Linked DNA regions of Mus musculus: region 2 is linked to region 1. Evidence: chromatin contacts called from public HiCAR-type data. All regions are on one chromosome and are shown on one strand. Each heading gives the region's core, a stretch centred on a gene start, on an enhancer-like site or on the middle of the called end of the contact. The rest is flanking DNA. Distances are from core to core; before and after follow the strand shown.

Region 1 (3,691 bases), core at 853-3,352:
TACAATCATAATTCCTTAGCAAAGCTAGTTGCAAATATTTTACTTATTAGCTATATTACTTAAGATATGCAGATATTTAGCTCTACATGTAAATAGTTTATTTGGCGTACAATAATCCAAGTTTTCAAAAAATTAGTCCAAAATAAAGCTGCAAAATGAAATGAAGAGTTAGTTCAAAATGATGTTTTTTTTTAACCATACACTCCAGTCTATGTAAACTCATCAAATTATCCTTGAGAAGATGTTACGATTTTTGACTTCACGGCCCCAGTCTTTTCCAGCCATGAGCCTGACGTCGTTAGAAGCGTTTCTCTGTTCCTCCAGAAAGTTGTCTGCCATCTCTCACAATCGAAAAATCAATGTCCAACAATCAATGTTGTTTAGTATCAGAACCACCTGAAGACCTTTAACGACTCTGAGCCCTTCAGTCCATATCAAATAATCCAGACTGGCTAGGCCTGCGCTAGGCATTCACTGTTTCTTTTAAGCACCAATTACTAAGAATCACTGTAAAATCCTTTTCTTTCATGTAGATGCTTCTTATGCTTGGCCATTTTCTTCACCTGGTCTTTTTCTTTCTCATATTTGTTTCTTGTTTGTATAAGGACCTTACTGACCTGCAATCATGTCTAGTTCAATGCAGGTGATAATTATGCTAGTCACAGCTGATCTTGAAAGGCTTTGCCAAGCCTTCGCGACTCTATTATTTCACTCTTTCACAGAATGTATTCCTAACACCGTCCACGTGGAGTTAGCCTGTGATGCTGTACTTTCTTTGGGGAATCAGATGAAATCTCTGCAGACGCAATACTATGTGCTTGTCTTTGCAAAGCTAGCCACAGGAAATCTACGTAGAGTGTATATTATTTTCTATTCTGATATAGTTCACAGGCTATAAAGGTCATTCTTGAAAACTATGTTATCCATTGGTTTTTATTATTCTCACAAGACCATGCAGGCGCCCATCACTACTAATTTTACAACACTTTCCTCACTCCCCAAATCAAAGCAATCACCCAAGCCATCAGCTGTACTCCTTATTCCTGCCCCCCACCCCGTCACCAACCGCTCACCCATTTTTCCCTCTCTATGGGTTTGTTTATTTTAGATGTGGGTAATTCGGTATGCAATTTTTCTGTATCTGGCTCCTTTCACTATGCATACTTGGAAGGTTTATTGCTTGGAAGCACGGGTCAGCAGCACCTCATTCTTTTTTACAGACGAAGTTTTCCATTGGATGACAAGTGAACCATCCGTTTGTCAGCTGAGCTCGCTTGGACTGGTGTTCTCCACATTCGTGCCCAAGTTCTCCGGTGGACTTGTGTCTCCATTTCTCTCCCATAGATATCTAGGAGTGCAGTTCTTACCGTGACTTTACATTCAACTTTTGGAGCAAATAACAGGTTGTTTCCCATTTTGCTTCCTTGCTGCAGTGGGGCTCCACAGGAGAACGGCAGTGCTCTCTAAGTGAGGCAAATGAATCTCTGGTAGTTTAAAGAAATTTTGTTATTGTTGTTATCTGTTAAACATCTAATATGTAGGAAGAACGTTGCTAAATCTCGTTTTTGTCATTTCCAAAGGTGAGGAAATCGAAAACTATGAAGTTCAAAGGGAGTCTATAGAGAACTGTAAAGTAGCCAGGATTTGGGTGTCTCTGAACTCCAGGGTTCCTTACTATCCTTCAAGGTGTCTCTCTGGTTGTCACAATCTGTTCCTGGCATAGACAAGGCAAGGACATGACTCCTGAGTGTCCAATCGCCAAGAGCACTCTATACAATCATTATGTAGGCAGGTTCAGGCCCTGTTTCCAACAAAGCCGAAATCTTAAAGCTAGGGTGGTCTGAGAAAGGCTACCCTGACCTCCAGCCCAGCCTCTAGGCTCTCAGGTTCCTTCTGACTTCAGCTGGAAGTCTGTGCCTGGGCCAGATTGCAGACTTGGGAGGCATTCCTAGCAGTTAGTTGCTCCTTCTCCCCAAGCTCTGCAGGGCGCGCGCGAAGGCAAGCGCGCCGCCCAGCCTGCGCGCGCACGGGAAGCTCCGGCAGCACGCGCTCCCCCTCCCGCCCCGCCTCCCTCGGCCCCGCCTCCTCCCCCTCCTGCGCCCGCCCGCCGCCCGCCGCCACTGCCGCCGCCGGAGCTGAGTAGTATGGCATCGAGGAGAATGGAGACCAAACCTGTGATAACCTGTCTCAAAACCCTCCTCATCATCTACTCCTTCGTCTTCTGGGTGAGTGCCCACTTCTGGCTACTGGCCGGGCCGCGGTCTATCAGACCGTGTGGTGATGCTCTTAGAAAGAAAGGTGGAAGGAAAACCCAAACCCCAAACCCGATCTTAGCCGGTGGACAAGGAGACAGCCGCAGGCTGCTGGGTCGGGGCTGTGAGATGGTAGGGTGCAGGTCTGGGCTGCTCCAACCCTCGAGTTTGTCCGACGAAGGCTGAAGTGGGCTGTGTGGTGGCGGTGGTTGCAGATTTTTCCACTCTTCCAAAAAAAAAAAATTTTTTTTAATGCATTGATTTCTTAAACTCTCAGGACAGGATCAGCCCCTGGGGAAAGTTGTTGTGATTTGTCTGTTTGCTCTTTTGGACTTCTCTCCTTACCTTACCAAGCCAGTTTTGGGTGCCTGTTGGAGCTAATGGAGCTAACCTGTGGCGGGCTGGGAGCGGGCGCAGGACGGCGGGGTTAGATCTAAGATCCCGACTTAGTCCTAACCCTGCAGGGCTGTGGGAGAGAGTCGCCAGGAATCTTCTGCCTGACTGGACAAGGGCGATCAGTCTCCCAAGCGCACTAATGCGGGACAGGCGCCGCCACCGCGTGGAGGCGCACGGAGAGGGTCTTACATAAGCCAGGGGTATCTTTGAGCTTCCTCAGCGACTGGCTCTTACGACCCCTTTCAGATTTCTTTCCACCCCTTACTGTTTCCACTCGGTTATTGTGTTTTTCTGTGTGAACCCAATCTGCAATGCCCAAGAGGAGGACCCCCTACCACCTGGTGGCTGCGGCAGCGCCCCTGTTCCCCACCTAACTGGTACTGCTACTAGTCCTTGAGCTCAATGCAGAAAGGTGACGTCAGCCCTTCAGCCCAGGCCCGCGAAGGGCTGCGTGGTGCACCTCGCTGAGGGATGCGCCCTTCTGTGCGCAGGAGGAGGGAAAAGGGGAGGAGGGGGCTCTGGGCTTATGCCTTACCTCATCCTGTTTGGCAATTCATGGAATCAGTGCAGGGTTGACACTGCAGTGATTTCATTTGCAGAGGTGGGTGGTACCTAAAGACCATTTCCAGTTCTTTCTCTCTTCACATAGATGCCCACCCTAGTTCCCTCTTCCCACCTCAAGTCACAGCCACCCTGCAAAGGAATGAATACCTGCCACCACCACCCTGGCCCCCCGCAACACCATGATCTGGGTCATTCCAGCTCCCAAAGCAGTCATTTTGAAACCTGAATCCCTGTTTAAAAAGATAGACAGACAGACAGACAGACAGACAGACAGATAGAGAAAGAAAGAAAAAAGAACCAGGCTTGCCTTTGGTTGGTTTTTTTTTTCTTGCCCTTCCTACCCCAATATTAACCCTGTTTTTGCTTCAGAAGTGGAGCACAGTATTGAATGATGTACCTATATCAGGATTGATGGTAAACTGGATTGTTTGCAGTAGCCAAGGCAGGAGCTGAGATTTATTACAGATTTAAAACAAAAT
Region 2 (3,691 bases), core at 364-2,863, 2.3 Mb after region 1:
CTAGCTCTTACTAGATGAGGAAATCGTGTGTTAAAAAAAAAAAATCTCAGCCAGGTGTAGTGGCTCATACTTGTAATCCCAACACTAAAGCGGCTGAGCCAGAACTGAAGGTTAGCGACCAGCCCGATTACACAGGAAGACCCCGTCTCAATAGTAAGGAGAATAGTAATACCGCCACCACTTTTGATAAGGTTAAGCTTTGTCTCATTCAATAAAATATTGTACATCAAAACTGAAAGGGAATGTTTTACAAGAGTAAGTGAAGCCCGCCCTAATTCTTTTAGTCATGTACAATGTAATTCTCCAGTAACAAAGTATTGCAAGATACATCCTAGCGTCTACATACTAACGTATTTCCCTGGAAACCTGAGGGAGCCTAACAATAGGTAAAAAGAAAACTTTTATGGACCTCAGGTAGAAGATGCTAAAGAGTTTCAAATTTTCCTAGTACCTTTTATTCACATAGTGAACCATCCGTGTAGTCGGCTTGTACTCTGAAGGTATTAACACCCTAATCACGCCCCAAGGCATTTCATAGGTAACTAGACTGAAACCCGGAGGCTCATTAGAAAAAAAGTATTCTACTTTCACTACATCCATAAAGACTTAACACGCTTTCAAATGTTGCAGAAAGAATCAGAATTTATAATGTAATTGTTTTACACAGAATCGACCTCCGGCATTTTAAGAGAAACAATTGCAACCTTCATTTAAAACATTGTCAAAAAAGATGTAAAACATTTCCCTTCGTTGAAAATCCCGTTCAGTTCGAATTCTACGTAGTCCTCAATGCTTACTCTTCGACTTAGGTTTTTAGAAAATATTCCACATAGAAATTAATACACTTCTGTTGGGAACTCAAGACAAAAATCCCAAAGACAATCTTCAGCGCAAGTGTTAACATGCGAAACTAACCAGTCTCCGTGCTTTCATCGTCAACCAGATCCCCAATAGTTACCTCCTCCCTGTCCCCAGAACCTAAACCCCATGAATTTCCAAATTCTACGCTCAGCAGCCTAGCTCAGTAAATGGCAAGCATAAGCCTCTCTTGAAGGCGGGAAGGGCAAGTGAGGAGCCGGGAAGCAGGCATGGGTTCGCAGCACTTACAAGTCCGTCAACACCATAAGCTCCGAGTAGGCCCGGTGGAGCAGAAATTCGATGAGCGTGCTAAGCCGGTATCCAGGGCTAGCTGCCGCCGCAGCTGCCGCCGCCACAGCGGCTGCGGGCGGCGGGGGAGCCGGGGCAGACGCGGAGCCGCTGCTGCTGCCTCCGCCGCCGCTGCTGCCACCGCCGCCGCCAGGAGGGATCAGCTGGTGGTTGTCCAGCTGCACTGGGGCCATGGCGGCGTACAGCCCGGCTCGGGGCAACCGCCTGAGATGCGGCCCTGGAGCCTCCTCCCGGGCTCGGTGACCGCACCGAGGCGGGCGCGGGCAGAGTGGCCGCCGCCTAGCGCCAGGCCGCCTCTGAACAGGAAGCCGAGCCCAAGCTGCGGAGGCCCGCCCCCATGTAGGGCCGGGCCGGCCGGCCGCAGGGAGGCGAGCGTGGGGCGGGAGGGCAGAGAGGCGGGCCGGCCGCCACTCAAGTGGGGAAGCTTCCGCGACTGCTCAGCGGCCGCCCGGCCGGCGGGTTATAGCGTCCATGTTGCTGGGCCGAGAGCGGAAGTCGCCAGGCAGAACGGAAGGGGAACCCGCGGGAGGCCCTTTCCAAAGGCAACCTGCGACCGTTCCCCGCGCTGTGCTGTTCTGGGGGACAGGAGGAGGGGGTGCGTGGGAGAGGGGCGGAGCCAGGAGGTGCGTGGGCGGGAAAGCGGAAAGGGGGGTGGGCGCAAGGCGCCGGAAGCCGCGCCGCCAGTCCAGCGGCCGCGTCACAGTAACGTCAGTGGTCCCTAAGCGCTCTTTTTCCCCGCCTAGGCGACCGCAGCGGGACGGTGAACGGAGAAGGGTTGGCGGAGAAACCACCCGTCTCTCCTCTCGGGGCCCCAAAAAGGCGGCCTGCGGCGACCGCGCGCTGTGACTGTCCAACGCACGCTCCGCCCATAGGCGACCCTGGCGCGACGCGTGGGAGAAAACGTTACAGTCTCTTTTTTTCCTTTTTCCTTTTTTTTTTTTGTCAATTGTGGGACAAGAGCAACGACACAATAACGTCATTTGAATGCAGTCTCCTGTGTGCCGCGCCTTTGCTGTCACCCAAAGCCCAACATTGAAACACATGTAGTCCTTAAATCCTTTGCTGGTGTTCTTGGCTTTTGTCCCTGCCCTTGCAGTAGCCGCCCTATCCTGCCTGGGTTTTCATCTTTCCAACTACAGCCTCTTTCTCCCAAAATCCACATGTTTTGTCTGTTTTCTAATCTTGGCTTCTGTTTGAAACGAACTGCAAGCCTTTAAACATGTCTGTGGGTTCCCTCCACCTCCATAGATTCGGAAGCAATTGGTCTTTCGTGATGTCTGGGCTTCGAAAGTTTTTTTGTGTGCGTTTATTTTTGTTTTTTGTTTAGTAACCTAGCTATTCTCACGCACAAGTCACGGAAAAATTAACTGTTAAAAGCGTCTATTTTTGTGACCCTACCTAAACATCGTTTTGCAGCTTCATCTCTCGCAGGTGTAACAGATGCTCATGCTGATCGTAAGGTTAGACAATTCTCTTTGTTCTCCACTTGTACAATTGCAGTGCTCTTGATTCTTGGTCTCACTGTGTTGTCGGGGCTGGCATTTTTTAGCTCTTGAGCTCAAAGTAATTGGGATCACAAGCTCCTCCACTACCTCATCCATTTTTCAGATTGATAAATCATGTATTTATGGGGTACAGTGTTAAATTGCATATGTTTATGGGGTACAGTGCATGAATACACTCCCGAATGAACAAATCGGACTCATTGACTTTGATCACCTCTCATACTTTATTCTTTGTGGTGACAGCTAGAATATACCACCACCTCCTGCCACAACATTGCCTTTTGCAGGACTAAGGATTGAATCCAACCAAATCCTTGCCTATAGTAGGCAAACATTCTGCCTTTATATCCCCAGCTATTTTTTATTGAGTTGGGTTCTCCTTAAATGACATAGGCTCACCTGGGACTTGCTATGTAAATTAGAATGATAACTTGTGATCCCCTCCCTCAGTCTCCTAAGTATTTGGGATTATTGGTGTGCACCTCATGTCCAACTAAAATTCACTCTTATCTGTAGGAGATGTTATTCTATATCTGGGATATTAACTAACATCGCTATGTAACATATTGCTGCCTAACTGAAACATTGTATCTTTTGAGCAACATTTCCCTTTTCTCTGCCCTCAGCATCTGATAAAAATTATTTACTGTTGCTTTAGTGAATTGGACTTGTTAAGATTCCACTTGAAGTGAGAAGAGATACTGGCTTTGTGTGCCTGTCTTATTTGACAATATGTAATGTCCTCTTGATCCATACATGTTGTTGCAGGTGACATTTCATTGTGTATGATATATAATAGACATGTCTACAGTCTCACAGTATAACTCAGACTGACTGTAAGCTAAATCCCCCCTGCCTCACTCCTGAATGCTAGGACACTGTACATGATGAGACACACACATTTTTTTTGTGGGTGTGTTGAAGATAAACCACAGGACCTCGATAGAGCTATGCCTATCATTCTCTGCCACTCAGCTACATCTTTTCTATCCATTTGATTTCTCTCCATGATAAACACA

The links. HiCAR-type assays count read pairs that join an accessible place to other places.
Region 2: a HiCAR-type map of astrocytes shows a contact between it and region 1, with 2.5 times the contacts expected there. The contact joins the promoter of Med14 here to the promoter of Tspan7 in region 1. A contact is called at or near these places in 1 of 39 promoter capture datasets (liver) and 1 of 115 datasets of contacts at active chromatin or transcription factors (astrocytes).

The regions. Positions count from the first base shown.
Region 1 is chrX:10,483,014-10,486,704 of GRCm38.p6, forward strand. It overlaps Tspan7 (tetraspanin 7), which reads left to right and starts at 2,103. Exons shown (of 8, transcript NM_019634.2): 1 at 2,103-2,225. The coding sequence starts at 2,145.
Region 2 is chrX:12,760,360-12,764,050 of GRCm38.p6, forward strand. It overlaps Med14 (mediator complex subunit 14), which reads right to left and starts at 1,614. Exons shown (of 31, transcript NM_001048208.1): 1 at 1,108-1,614. The coding sequence starts at 1,340. Gm14634 (predicted gene 14634) reads left to right here and starts at 1,919. Exons shown (of 5, transcript NR_045852.1): 1 at 1,919-2,627.